Regions from separate parts of the Mus musculus genome. Here region 2 is linked to region 1. Evidence: chromatin contacts called from public promoter capture Hi-C data. All regions are on one chromosome and are shown on one strand. Each heading gives the region's core, a stretch centred on a gene start, on an enhancer-like site or on the middle of the called end of the contact. The rest is flanking DNA. Distances are from core to core; before and after follow the strand shown.

What was found. Promoter capture Hi-C pulls out the DNA fragments that hold promoters and counts their contacts.
Region 2: a promoter capture Hi-C map of embryonic stem cells shows a contact between it and region 1. The contact joins the promoter of Phpt1 here to the promoter of Ssna1 in region 1. A contact is called at or near these places in 7 of 39 promoter capture datasets (the HPC-7 cell line, embryonic stem cells, hippocampal neurons and 3 more), 3 of 484 Hi-C or Micro-C datasets (CD4 T cells and embryonic stem cells), 4 of 115 datasets of contacts at active chromatin or transcription factors (craniofacial prominence, embryonic stem cells and regulatory T cells) and 3 of 9 other capture datasets (adipose tissue, liver and pancreatic islet).

What each region holds. Positions count from the first base shown.
Region 1 is chr2:25,269,669-25,276,458 of GRCm38.p6, reverse strand. It overlaps Ssna1 (SS nuclear autoantigen 1), which reads left to right and starts at 4,041. Exons shown (of 3, transcript NM_023464.2): 1 at 4,041-4,161; 2 at 4,331-4,530; 3 at 4,878-5,420. The coding sequence starts at 4,110. The coding sequence ends at 4,985. It overlaps Anapc2 (anaphase promoting complex subunit 2), which reads right to left and starts at 3,993. Exons shown (of 13, transcript NM_175300.4): 1 at 3,782-3,993; 2 at 2,922-3,544; 3 at 2,527-2,659; 4 at 1,619-1,793; 5 at 24-143. The coding sequence starts at 3,943. It overlaps Tprn (taperin), which reads right to left. Exons shown (of 4, transcript NM_175286.4): 4 at 6,573-6,790.
Region 2 is chr2:25,571,401-25,578,190 of GRCm38.p6, reverse strand. Phpt1 (phosphohistidine phosphatase 1) reads left to right here and starts at 3,320. Exons shown (of 3, transcript NM_029293.2): 1 at 3,320-3,508; 2 at 3,879-4,003; 3 at 4,492-4,760. The coding sequence starts at 3,352. The coding sequence ends at 4,584. It overlaps Ajm1 (apical junction component 1), which reads left to right. Exons shown (of 1, transcript NM_001005424.2): 1 at 1-2,775. The coding sequence ends at 1,218.

The DNA of each region.
Region 1 (6,790 bases), core at 2,792-5,291:
GCAGGCCAGTGGCCACACAATACCTGGGTGGAGGAGTCGAGTCTCTAGGGCCACCTTGAGGGACACAAGAAGTTGCTGCCTCTGATCTGTCCTCTCCAAGCAGTACTTAAGGTCTTCAATGGCTGGCCGGGAGTCTGGAAAGTCTGAGAGAGAACCGTACAACAGGGATAGGTTAAGTGGAAAGGTGTACTAAGCACGAAAGGACATACACAGCACAAGGTACACAACCTGGCAGGGCTCAGACAAGAGCCACCTATGTTCTACTGTCAGAGTAACTGTCACTGGAGGCTAATCTGACCATAGATGACTTTCTCGTTTGATCTGAATGACTGCTTCACTGAAGGAACACTTTGCTAGGCCAACCAACTACTCTCTCAATCCACTGTGGATCATTAGTGCAACATTAATGTGTGAGGTGTAGTAACACTTAAAGCTCCAACAGCTGCCCTGACTCACACCAGTCATCCCTCCCATGGTTTACAGTTGTAGATAGCTCAACTGTCTCAAGCTGTACTAGTTCTTGGGAAAATAGAAATAAACAGTGTTGTCAAATGACAACAATTGCAATTAATCAAAAATGCCTTCAAATCTTTTTCCCCCCTTCTAGTTTTTTGAGACCACTGAGTGTCTCTGTGTAGCTCTGGCTATTCTGGAACTCGAACCGTAGACCAGGCCAGCCTTAAACTCACAGATACCCATCCACCTGCCTCTGCCTCCCGTGTGCTGGGATTAAACGTGTGTGCCCCAACACCTGGCCGCAAACCTTTTTTTTTTTAATTATTTATTTATTATATATAAGTACACTGTAGCTGTCCTCAGACATTCCAGAAGAGGGAGTCAGATCTCGTCATGGATGGTTGTGAGCCACCATGTGGTAGCTGGGATCTGAACTCTGAACCTTCGGAAGAGCAGTCGGCGCTCCCAACCACTGAGCCATCTCACCAGCCCCCAAACCTTAATTTTTAAGATTTAAAATGTTTCTATATGTATTTGCTTACAGGGACTGTTTGCCTGCCCATATGTATAGGTTCCATGTGCATGCTTAGTACCAGTGGAGGGCAGAAGATAGTGTTTGATCCCCTGGAAATGGAGTTACAGATGGCTGTGAGCTGCTACATAAGTGCTCAAAACAACCCGAGTACTCTGTAAGAGCAACAAGCCATCTTAGCTGATGAGCCATCTCTCCAGCTCTACCCTACATTCTTCTATATATTGACACTTGATTATAATAACCACACATGACATGGGGCCAGTCCTAAGTAGGAACCAAGATGAAAGAAACAAGAGTGGATACCTAGGGGCTGGTGACATGGCTCAGCAGTAAGAGCACTGAGCGCTCTTCCAGGAGTCATGAGTTCAAATCCCAGCAACCACATGGTGGTTCACAACCATCCATAACTAGAAACAAATAATGCCTATGGGCCAGAGCAAGTGGGACCAGAGCTAGAGGGAGAAGAAGGGGGAGGTGGATACTTAGAAGCACCTGCTCAATGCTGACCTAGACTCTGAGCCATGTCAGAGGGAGTCTACCATGCTCACCACCCTGCCAACAGCAGAAGGGAAAGCAAAGGCAATCACTGGGAAAGGTAGCTCCTGAAAATTAAGAGGCAGGACCAACCTCGGATGATGCTGAAAAGCTCCTCGATGCGTAGGGTGGCATAGATACGGTAGAAGAATCTCTGTACGTGGCAGCGCCAACGACGCAGTGTGTTCCCAGCTTCTGGAGAAGTTGGTCTGGTGGGGTTGTCCTGAAGGAACACTTTGCCAAGCCAACCAACCACTCTCTCTATCCACTGTGAAAGATCATTAGTGTGTGAGGTGTAATAACATTTAAAAGCTCCCTTCTGACTCAGTAACCACACACCTTTGGCAGGACCCTAGAGGTGCCCCAACCTGTGTGTAGAGGCCAGAAGTATCAAGTCTACACTCTACTGCCCAGGAGTTTCCAAGTTTACGACTCTAGGCCAAGACTGCTGGGACACCCACTTTAATCACTCCCCATCATGGCTAATATGCATCCACAGCAGATAGACTCTTGAAGAATGGGAAGTACGGAGTGAAGCAGAAACAAGGTCTATGGCTTCATGGGGCTGAACCTAGCTTCTTCACAATACAAACCATACCTCAACAGTATGGGCAACCAGAAGCATTCACTGGGACACCCTAGCTCCATGCTAGAGTGTACACTGGTTACAGGTTAATCCTGAAGGGAACTGTAGGCAATGGAAACTTGTAGGCAGTGGAAAGAAAAGGGTCTCGTAGGCCTGTCTTGCCACACCTACCTGAGGAAACTCGTTGTAGCTACCTCTGGTCCAGGATTTAAAATTTTTATTTTAAATGCACGACCTATTTAGTACATACGAGATTTGTTCTTGTCATCAGGATCCAGGACTGGCTTCTATAGACAGCACCAGGATAACCTCAACCATCACCACTCCTGGTCAACTTGCCTACTGTTTGGTATCAGGTCTACCACAACTCCACTTTTGCCTTTAACAAGAAACAGACCAGAGAGGTGATTCTCACCTTGTGAAACTCACGCAAAAAAGAGCGCTCATACTCTCCTCGGCAGCGGTCTTCCATCCTTTCCCGGGTCACCTGATGCAGGGTGGTTGTCACGGCCTCAGCACAAACCCGCTCCAGCAGACTGAGCCTATGCCTAGAAAAGATCCCCGCTCATGGAGAACCCACAACACACATCTGTCCCTTACCTAGGAGGGCTCTCCCCATAAAGATACTGCACACACACCCTATGCCTATGTCCAGGACAGTATAAACGTGATGAACAATAATCCCTGGTTACAAGTATGGGCAAAAAAGACATCGCCAGTTAGTCTATAAGCTCTATTGAGAGGTCTTTTGAATTCAGGACTAATGAAGCTTGCAGAGAAACCGCAGCATGGTTAGGAAGCAGTACTCACAGGACCTGGCTCAGCTGGTTGAACTGCTCCAGTGCCTGCCGGCACCAGCACTGCTGCTTGTCACTGCCACATCCTGCGCACAGAGGACTCTGCAAAAGTCGGTAGTACCTGCGGCGGGCATACCGGCTATCTAGCTCACCCTCTAGTTCCGGGTCTGTGCCCCCTTCTCCTTTTCTCTTGCTCTGCATATAGACTCTCAAGAAACGACCATAGAGGCGCTGGACCATCTCCTGGAATGTCCTAGGGGTGGAAAAAAACAGGACTCCCCGCAACATAGTGTGAACTTTCTCCCGAAGCCCCTGAGCTCCAGCGCCCATCAGCAAGCCCAGACGAGTCCATTTCTCTAGGAGTTCTAGGCTATGCAGATAGGGATCCAAGCGGCTTTCCAGCAGACCGAACGCATCCAGGAGCAGCCCAAGGCACTGGGGCTCATCGACAGAGTTTTCTCGCAGAGCGATGGCATTCCAGAACTCCGTGGCAATATTGCCTTGAAGGTCGTTCTGCAGCACTTCCACGAACCACTCCTCCAGGACAGAGTGCAGACCGTGTCCCCTCAGAACCTCCACCGCTGCACGAAGCTCTTCCTCCTTTGGTGGGACTGCACCGCTGGTCCGGGAAGACGCCTGGAGCACGGAAAACCGTGAGCAGAGGGGCGGAATAGGGGTAAAGGGAGAGGAGGGGCATGGAAAAACCCAGCAACCGAAGAGCTGCCAGGGAACCAAACAAATCAGGTAGCTGAGGAAGGAGGCAAGCCCACTACAGGCAGGCCACGGAGCTGTGAGGCCCCAAGGGTGGACCCCCTAAAGTATGCAAAGTCGCGGGAAATCTGCACAGGCCCGACAACCTTTCCCCGGCCTCACCAGCCCCAGCGCGGCCGGCGGCACCAGACCGGTGCTCACAGTATTCCAGGCAACCAAGAGCTCCTGTCCAGGCCTAGAGTCGCAGTCATCGGAGGCAATAATTGTCGCCGCCGCCGCCGCCGCCGCCGCCGCCGCCGCCACCGCCACACCCTCGGCCTCCATCACTGTCCACAAAACAGACCCGCCCAGTAGAGCGCACGGTGATGACGCAAGCGCGGACCTGTGGCGCAGCCGTGACGTTCACCAGCCCGCGCGCTTTGTGGGCAGTGCGCAGGTGCGGACTTAGCTGTGCAGGCGGCGGTTGAGGCTTCCGGACGCGGTGCAGACCATGACCCAACAGGGCGCGGCGCTGCAGAACTACAACAACGAGTTGGTCAAGTGTGAGCGTCGGGCACTGAAGGCCGCGGGCCGGGGCCGGCCGACCCACTCGGGAGGCTGCGTGGACATGCCTCACGAGCCCCGCTCTGCGGCCTGCCCCTCTGTCATTGCTGGTTGGGGTCGGAAGCTCACGAGTCCCCACCCACAGCTCTGTCTTCCCACCCACCCTAGGCATCGAGGAGTTGTGTCAGAAGCGAGAGGAGCTGTGCCGGCAGATCCAGCAAGAGGAGGACGAAAAGCAGCGGCTACAGAATGAGGTGAGGCAGCTCACGGAGAAGTTGGCCCGCGTCAACGAGAACCTGGCGCGCAAGATCGCCTCTCGCAACGAGTTTGACCGGACCATCGCAGAAACCGAGGCCGCCTACCTCAAGGTGGGGCTCTCAGATGTCTGTTGTGAGTGCCTTACTACCATCTGAGGCTAGGTAGGGCCCATTGTGGTTCAGAGGCTGTAGGTGGAACAGTGGGCTGTCTGTGGGTTCCAAAAGTGAGCATTGGTGTATTGGACAGAGTACACGGTGTGGGCCTGAATTAACCCAGCCTGGCTTTGCAGGGTGGAAGAGCTCTGGGACAGGTGCAGAAGGGAGGATGGTTTTACTCCATAACCAGTTGGCTACAGCACAGATGACCAAATTGAGATTTCCATCCTCCATTATTAGAGCCTGAGGCAATGGGACCTTCCTACCAGAGAAATAACATCCTTTTATTTCTCTGGCCCCAGATCCTGGAGAGCTCTCAGACTCTGCTTAGTGTACTCAAAAGAGAAGCTGGGAACCTGACTAAAGCCACAGCTTCAGACCAGAAGAGTAGTGGAGGCAAGGACAGCTGACGAGTGCCTGTTTCAGCCGTGGCCTATGGCTGCTTAGTCCTCAACATGTCTGTCCTAAAGCATCTTTGTTCTTCGTGGCCTCAGATGTCTTTTATCTCTGGTGCCCAGAGGGGCAATTTCTGACCTCCACCTGCCTAGACAAGAAAAGCCCTAGGACAGTCCAATGGAAGAGGTGTTCCCAGCTCCGTACTCACATGTGCTGTGGGGACCCTGAGCAGCTCCATGAGGGGCCTCTCTCTGAAGCTCCTGAATCCCTTTGGGCTACCAGGAATGTCCTGGTCCTGGTCTGAGTACTGTGGGAGCCCCTCACTTTGTCTCCCCAGCCACTAGGGCCCCAGGCCAGACATGTTGAAGAAAGAATCTTGACTCCAGAACCAAAACCTTAGGGCCCATCCCCATGGCCTCTGGTGTTTCAATAAAGGTTGTTTTGCAAGATCTGTGTCTGCTAGCTACCATATATCCTGTTGGTAAGAAGACCTGCAGTTTTTCCCTTTCTTATCTTCAAAACACAAAATGCTGAAAGTACTCACCTCACACAGGTCAGCCCTAGCCCTTAACTCTCTTTGCAAAGGTGCTGGTGTTTTCCCCAAGTCCAGAACACAAACCACTTTTCTGTGAGGGGCTTTGCTCTACGATGGTGCTCAATACAGAACCTGGCTCAGAGATAGAGACAGGGACAGTAAGTTCTGTTTGGTCCAATCTGCTGCTGCTGCTGTTAGGACCCATCTTCCAACCACATGTGTTGCTTACTTACTATTTCCATGTGCCCTATGACCCAGCCCTTTGTCACAGCTTCTGGGGAAAGTTTGGAAGTATTTGGTGACCAAAAAGATCCAGAAAACAGCTGTGGTAGTTTACACCTGTCATCCTTCGTTGAGGAAGAAGGATCGCCTTAAAATCAAGGCCATTCATGTCTGCATAGTAAACTGTAAACCAGACTGGGACATAGTATGAAACCCTTTCTTAAACAACAAAAAAAGTACCTATAAAGCTGGGCTTTTACTCTCTGAGAGAAACCTACTTCAACATTCTCCTTAGCTCTAGTCAAGCAGTGACAGGAAAAGAAGACACATTCGGTGCCTGCAGATGGCCTACACTGGCTGCCAAGGCCTCTGCGAACAGTTTCCAAGCAGGCAGCTCTGCATTCCCCTAGCCTTTTGGGAATCTCTGTTGCTATAGCCTTGTTACAGGCTTATACATCGGGAGGTATCCAAATCAAACATGAGAAAAGATCTCCAAAGTTCCATTTAGCCCCATTCCTGTGTGATACACGACTAGCTACTTTACTAGGCTCCTAGCCCTGTGCTGAATCCTGTCAATTATAACACTAACCTTCCTCCCTTCTGGCATCTAGACCCCTGAGTCATGGGAGTTGCAGAGCCCAGAGGTTAGGTCCACTTCCCACAGTACTAGCTCTGGGAGAGAGAGTAGTAGACTTGCAGTGGGAAGAGAACAAAAGCCAGAGCCAGACCAGCAAGCTCAAAGTGTGACAGTACCAGGCTGGGGCCCTTTTGCTTTTTTTGCACACAGGTGCCAAGTTAGGACCTTGTTCTCAGACTGAGAGCTGTGTAAAGAAGGCAAAAGCAGCCTTGTTACAGTGCTGTTTATTGAATCCAATATCAGGGGAGAAAAAAAAGAAAAAACACCCTGCCATCTTTCATGAAAAGTAGCTGAGTTCGCTGAGGGCAGGAGCTTGGATTTCGGCAAAGAACAAATAACTAGGGTAGCCTCTCACTCCTCGCAGTGGCCACTCCTCAAAAGGTAGGAGCTGAAATTTCCGACAGCACTCTGGGACAAGATCTGCT
Region 2 (6,790 bases), core at 2,071-4,570, 300 kb before region 1:
GCTTCAAGCCGCCAGCGCAGCCTCGAGCAGCTGGACGAGCTCATCACTGACCTGGTCATCGACTCACGGTCGCCAGCCCAGGCCCCGGAGCCTGCCGCCGAAGGTTTAGGCCGCCAACTACGCCGCCTGCTGGACTCACGGGCTGCAGGCCCTGGAGGGGCCACCCTGCTGGCGCCATCGCGCTCGCCCCCGGCCTCGGCTGGCAGCACTGAAGAGCCCACCGGCTCGGGGGAGGCAGCGGACGCCTCCCCCGAGCCCAGCGCAGACGAGGATGACTTGATGACCTGCTCCAACGCGCGCTGCCGGCGGACAGAGACCATGTTCAACGCCTGCCTCTACTTCAAGTCGTGCCACAGCTGCTATACCTACTACTGCTCGCGTCTGTGCCGCCGAGAGGACTGGGACGCGCACAAGGCGCGTTGCGTGTACGGCCGCGTGGGCAGCGTGTGCCGCCACGTGCTGCAGTTCTGCCGCGACAGCAGCCCAGTGCATCGCGCCTTCTCTCGCATAGCGCGCGTCGGATTCCTGTCGCGAGGCCGTGGCGTGCTGTTCTTGGGCTTCCCGAGCCCAGGCTCTGCCGACAACTTCCTACGCTTTGGCCTCGAAGGGTTGCTGTTATCGCCCACCTACCTGTCGCTGCGTGAGCTGGCTACACATGCGGCGCCCCTGGGTAGCTATGCACGAGAGCTGGCGGCAGCAGGAAGGCTCTATGAGCCGGCAGAGTGCTTCCTGCTTAGCGTGTCCGTGGCTGTGGGCCCCAGCGCTGCACCCCCCGGAGCCGCTGCCCGGCCCGCGCCGCGCACTCCTGGGCCCACGGTGCGCAAGTTCGCCAAGGTGGCTCTGGCCGCTGGCAGCCCGACGCGTCCTCCTCCTGCGCGTGGCGGAGAGCCAGATATGGAAACCTTGATCCTGACGCCACCCCCAGGTACTGCGGGCCTGGACGAAGAAGGTGAGGCCGGCCGGCGCGCACGTGAAGTAGCCTTCATCCATATCCAACGTGAGCTTCGAATGCGCGGCGTCTTCCTCCGCCACGAATTCCCACGGGTCTATGAGCAGCTCTGTGAGTTTGTGGAAGCTAACCGGCGCTTCACGCCCACAACCATCTATCCCACGGATCGGCGCACTGGCCGCCCCTTCATGTGCATGATCATGGCTGCATCGGAGCCGCGTGCACTAGATTGGGTAGCCAGCGCCAACCTGCTGGACGACATCATGTGAACCATGGAACTATTAGGCCCAGGCCCCGACCCCGAGCCCTGCCTACTCTACTCAGGCCCTGCCTGATCCATCACGAAGGCCCCCAGAGTCTGGACCAGTTGGTTCAGCGCCTTCCAAATCCCCTGGGCCTCCTTTAGTCTTATACAAATTCTCTGCCCTGAGCTCCACCCACTCCACACCTCTAATTTTGCCTGGGAGCCCCCACCCCCACCCCTGTCCCGTTTCCAACCAGCTGCTTCTTTTCTTCTCTGTTCGTAACCGGGCCATCCAAATTCCACATCCTGGGCTCTCCCCAAGCCAGTCAAGGAGAGGGGGCTCCCCAAGGGCCCGGTCCTCGCCCTCGGTGCTCCCCACTGGGAGGTGGGGTGGGACTGAGGACCTCTGGGCTCTGCCTGCTACACTCATCCCATGGGGACAAACTCAGTTGGTGTATGTTGTGGGTGCTTGCTATAGCTCTCCAACCCTTCTAGTCCAGAAATCCATGTTAACCAAAGCCCGATGTCCTTACTTCGAGCACTTCCCCTAACCCTCCTGTCTGGGGTGTATCAGGCTCAGAGGGCTACTCCCTGTGCACCCCTATGAGGTTGAGGCAATGGGCGTAGCCAGCACTGTACACGTACCAGTGCCGCCTGTCCTTCAATACTCTCACCTTAGTCTGGGCACTTGTAGACAAGTTGGAATACTGGGGAATTTTCAGGTTAAGGCCAAGGTACAATCCACCCTGCCAGATGGAAGCCTGAGCAGGGGAAGCAGTGTGGGCGGCGACCCAACCAGAGTTAAGATCTGGGTAAGGATTTGAGCTCCCAACACCTACCCAACAAGATGGCCTTAAAAATCTGCCTTCCAGAGAAGATGGAGAGGTGGGAAGCGTGTGCTGACGAATTAGCAGACAACCCTACTGAGAGCAGCTCCTACCACGGAATGACTTGGGAATGAGTAAGGAACAGGGCTGTCCCTAATTAGGAACTGGACTAGGAAAGGTGCTTAGTAGTGAGCCACCAAGTGTGGGTACGGTTAAGGAGTCGGTGCCGAGGCCTGCCCCGAATCCAATCCTGTGTGCAAAAGTGCCCTGGCTGCACTCCAAGCTGAGAGAGAAGCCAAAGCCTGACGTGTTGTGGAGAGGTCTAGGCTTCCCTAAGCCCCTTGCCTGACCCCGTACCTGGATCTGAGCCCAGGACTTTGTGGAGGGTGTGACCCAGAGAGGGCTTGCGACCAGATTCTCCAAGAATCTTGGGAGAAGAAGAAGCCCCAAGCCCTTAGGAGCTCTGAAAGTTCAATTGCAAGAACCTGGGACACACACCTATGCACGAGGGTGTGCACACGCGCCAGCTACCCTCGACTGGATGTCCCCGGGACACTCCAGCTCTCTCTCCTTGGCCCCTGTCTTAGCACATGCCCGGATGCCGCTCTTGCAACACTTGCTGCCCCGCCGCCTGCCGCCCTCCCCAGGGGCTCCACAGTCCCTCCTGCGGCAGACTGGCAAGAACGCCTCTGACGAGAAGGGCAAGTGCTTTCGAACCAAGTAAAATAGAACTTGAATGTAGCTGCTGCTAATAACTCGGTAGTGGTGGTGGTGGTGGTCGTCGTCGTGGCCGGGGGGGGGGGGGGGGGGGGGAGCATTGCGTCAAAGCTTCCGGGAGTAGGAGCTTAACAACCCGCAACCGGAGTATTGTGGAAGGGGAGGCCCGAGGGTGTGAAGTGGAGTATGCAGGGGAGTACTTGAATTTGGAGAGACCGGAGAGAGATCCTCCGGTTTACAGGTGTTGGGGAAGAGAGGACTTCGGATTTATGGTTTACGGATTGAAGCCTTAGGACCCAGGAGTGGAACCGGAGTGCGTCCTTGCATCCTTTTGCTGCCCTGCAGCGGGTTGATTTACAGCACCACGGGTTAACCTATGCCTCGGCTCCTTTAACTGGGACTCATGAGCCCGATCCCAAAGCTGCAAAGAACTGGGTTGCAATTGGCCAGTCCGTGCCTCAGATTGGAGGTACAACTGGCTGAGGCTCTGGGCTAGGTAAGCATTCCCTCACGGGATTGGCCGTGGCTGCCAAAGGGCCCGCCTCCCTACGCATAGGCCTGGGTCGGGTTTGGTAAGGGGCTGTGGGGCCCAGAGATCGAGCGCTTCGGGGAACATGGCGGCGGACCTCGGTCAGATTCCTGATGTAGACATTGATTCGGATGGCGTCTTCAAGTATGTGCTGATTCGAGTCCACTTAGCAGAGCCTTCTGGGGATCCGGCGAAGGAGTGCAAGGAAATCGTGCGTGGCTACAAATGGGCTGAGTACCACGGTGAGGGCGGGGCCTCTGTGCCCTTGGAGGCGGGACGAAGGTTAGGGGCGGGGCCTTACAGTTGCTGGTAGCGGAGTAGTGACTGCTAATATATCATGACTTGTACTAACACATAGCTAGGCTGACCTAGAAACGTCGGGATTTGGGCAGAAAGGAGTGCCATGACTGGGATCTTCTTAATCCCGTCTCTCACTTCGAAAGTGTCTTCTTCCTCCCGTTCATCTTTTTGCCAGCGGGGGAAGGGCTCATCTTCTCTGGGAAAAAGACCACCAAGAGCTGGAGCTTCTGACCCCATATCCAGCCCTAGAGTTCAGTGTGGGGCCAACAAGGGCGGCTAGGGCATATCCTGAGGCCACTCTCCCCACCCCAGCGGACATCTATGACAAAGTGTCAGGCGAGCTGCAAAGGAATGGCTATGACTGTGAGTGCCTAGGCGGCGGGCGCATCTCCCATCAGAGCCAGGACAGGAAGATACACGTGTATGGCTACTCTATGGTGAGCTCCAGTCCCCAGGTCTCAGCCAGACTGCAAAGCTCACCTTTGTGAGCCTGACCCCACCCCCACCCCACCCCACCCCACCCCTCACACCACCATTCAGGCCACCTTTGGGACTCTGAAAGTTGGAGCTACAGAACCCTTACTTAAGGGCTGAATGGGTTTTCCTTTCCCCACGTTTTCCAAATGACACCTTGGGCTACATCCCCGACTTGCTCCAGATCCTGATGGGTCTGTGTCCTGACTCTCTAGGGGCCCTTGGAGCCACCAGTACTGGGGTCAAATTCACAGTTCTATGTTGATCCTTTTTCATAAAGTCCACCTTAGACCCTCAGGCATCACCTGAAGAGCTCTTCAGTCCTCATCATGATCCCAGTATGATTAGGATGGTAGGATCTGCTAACTTTCCCCAGGGCTGCTATTGCTGCGGCTTCTGGGTGGGCTCCCAAAGCAAAAAACTAGCAAACTGGCGGTCATCCTTTCTCTAGGGTTACGGTCGTGCCCAGCACTCTGTTTCAACTGAGAAGATCAAAGCCAAGTATCCTGACTATGAGGTCACCTGGGCTGACGATGGCTACTGAAGCTCTGCCCCACCCCCCACCCCCCGGACTAAGTCAGGTCTCTGCTCTTGCTGTGTTCTGTTTTGAGGGGCTGGCCCTGTGCTTTCCTTTTGTACCTTAGGCAGCATAGCACCTGCCAGGCCTTAGAGGCCAGACCAATCTGGTCCATAGGAATTAAAAGCATTGATATGCCTACTAGTCCCTGACTTGTGTCTTGCCTTCTTTACCTTTGGATTGCACCGGACAGACCTGCTCAGCTTCAGGGGCCCTGGGAACTACTGGTGCACACTCAGCCCCCTAGGTGCAGATAAGGGGGCCCCTGCATTGCAGCCATTTATGGCTTGATTGTTCCTCCATGAAGCTGCTATCCCCAAGGACATCTGGGAGGGGGCCCCACAGGCCTTGCACAAGAAGTCAGTTCCTGGCCACCTAAGGCCTGGGGTGCCCACAAGTGCCCCCTTCCTGTAGTTCATCCAGGAGTCCCACCAGGAAAGGGTCCTGGCAGCCATTGTCCCGCCAGCTGGCAGGCTACATTTTTCATCTGTTCTCAGGCCAAGCCTGATATCCCTGAGTGATCGCAGGAACAGTCATGCTTGTGTCTCCTTCACTTGGGACTTTAACTTAGATGGATCTTAGTCCCAGGACCATTTACACTCTAATTCTCTGCACTAACCCCACTTCACCATACAGGACAGTGGGTAGGCACCAGCTTAACCCCTGCTCTAAAAAGTCTCACACACCTTGTGCCATTATAGTGAGTCCTAGGGAGAGCCAGGGCTGGGGCCTCCCTCACCAGACTTGAGCCAGCCTTCGTCAGCTCTGTAGACGGCACACAGACACTACTGAGAGAGATACCCTGTATAGGCTAGGAGGCAGCTGAGATACCCTGTATAGGCTAGGGGGCAGCTGAGATACCCTGTATAGGCTAGGGGGCAGCTGAGATACCCTGTATAGGCTAGGGGGCTGACCTAAGGCGAGACAAGCCCCAAGGTCTCAGTCAGTCAGTCATAGGCAGATTCTAGTTCCATGTGACAAGATCTTCATAACTCTGACATTCCTCTTGCCTCAGCTGTGGGCCTTTTCATGGGAGAATGAGTTTGTGGGCTCATCAAGACTTTTTCCAATCACCAACCACACAGCACATGATATCTCAGAACAGTTTTTGTTTTGCTTCATTTTTTTAAAAGATTCCTCCTTTTTTTTTTTTTTTTTTTTTTGGAGACAGGGTTTCTCTGAAGATTTGTTTATTTAATGCATATGAGTACACTGTAGCTGTCTACAGACATCAGATCCCATTACAGACAGCTGTGAGTCACCATGTGGTTGCTGAGATTTGAACTCAGGACCTCTGGAAGAGCAGTCAGTGCTGTTAACTGCTGAGGCATCTCTCCAGCCCCTTGTTCGTTTTTTTTGTTTTGTTTTGTTTTGCTTTGAGACAGGGTTTCTCTGTGTCCCTGAACTCTCTTTATAAACCAGGCTGGCCTCAGACTCACAGAAATTGCCCTGCCTCTGCCTCCTGAGTGCTGGGATAAAAGGTATGCACCACACACTTGGCCACTCAGGGCAGTTTTTAAAGATGAATAGGAGACTAAAGATGGAGCTCGGCTGTTAGAGCTTGACCAGGAACAGGAAATCCCCATGTTCAACCTAGAGTACCATATAAACTAGTGCACCTATGATCCCAGCACTTGGGAGGTGGAAGCAGAAGGAAATTATTCCCAGCTACGTAGCAAGTTCAGGCCAGCCTGGTCTAAGTGAGACCCTGTGTCAGTACACACACACACACACACACACACACACACACACACACACACACAATCAGAACAGTTGGCAGAGTGGCACAGCTTGAGTTATAGGTGCTGTGAAAGAGAAGACACCACACCCCAACATGGGACTTGTACTGGTCCACAGCGGCAGGCTGCTGGTACTGGGTTTGTCCTGATCTGGTCCCCCTAAGCACAGAGCAGAGGAAGCTCTGGACCATGTGCTGGATGGCCATGTGTAGCCACTGAGCAGACTGCCCAGATGTCCTTGACCTGCACCAGGGTAGGCTGTAGGCCCCAAGAGAATCTTAGAGCCTTGCGAGTGGGGTCCCCTGCCTTTCCAAGCTCCAATAGAAACTTTCAGTGGGAAGGGTAAGGCAGGGCTGGGTAGACACACAGGATGTCCAAGAGCCGACCTTTGGTCAGAAAGAGCCAAGTAGAGGCCCCCTCTAGGAATACTTTTA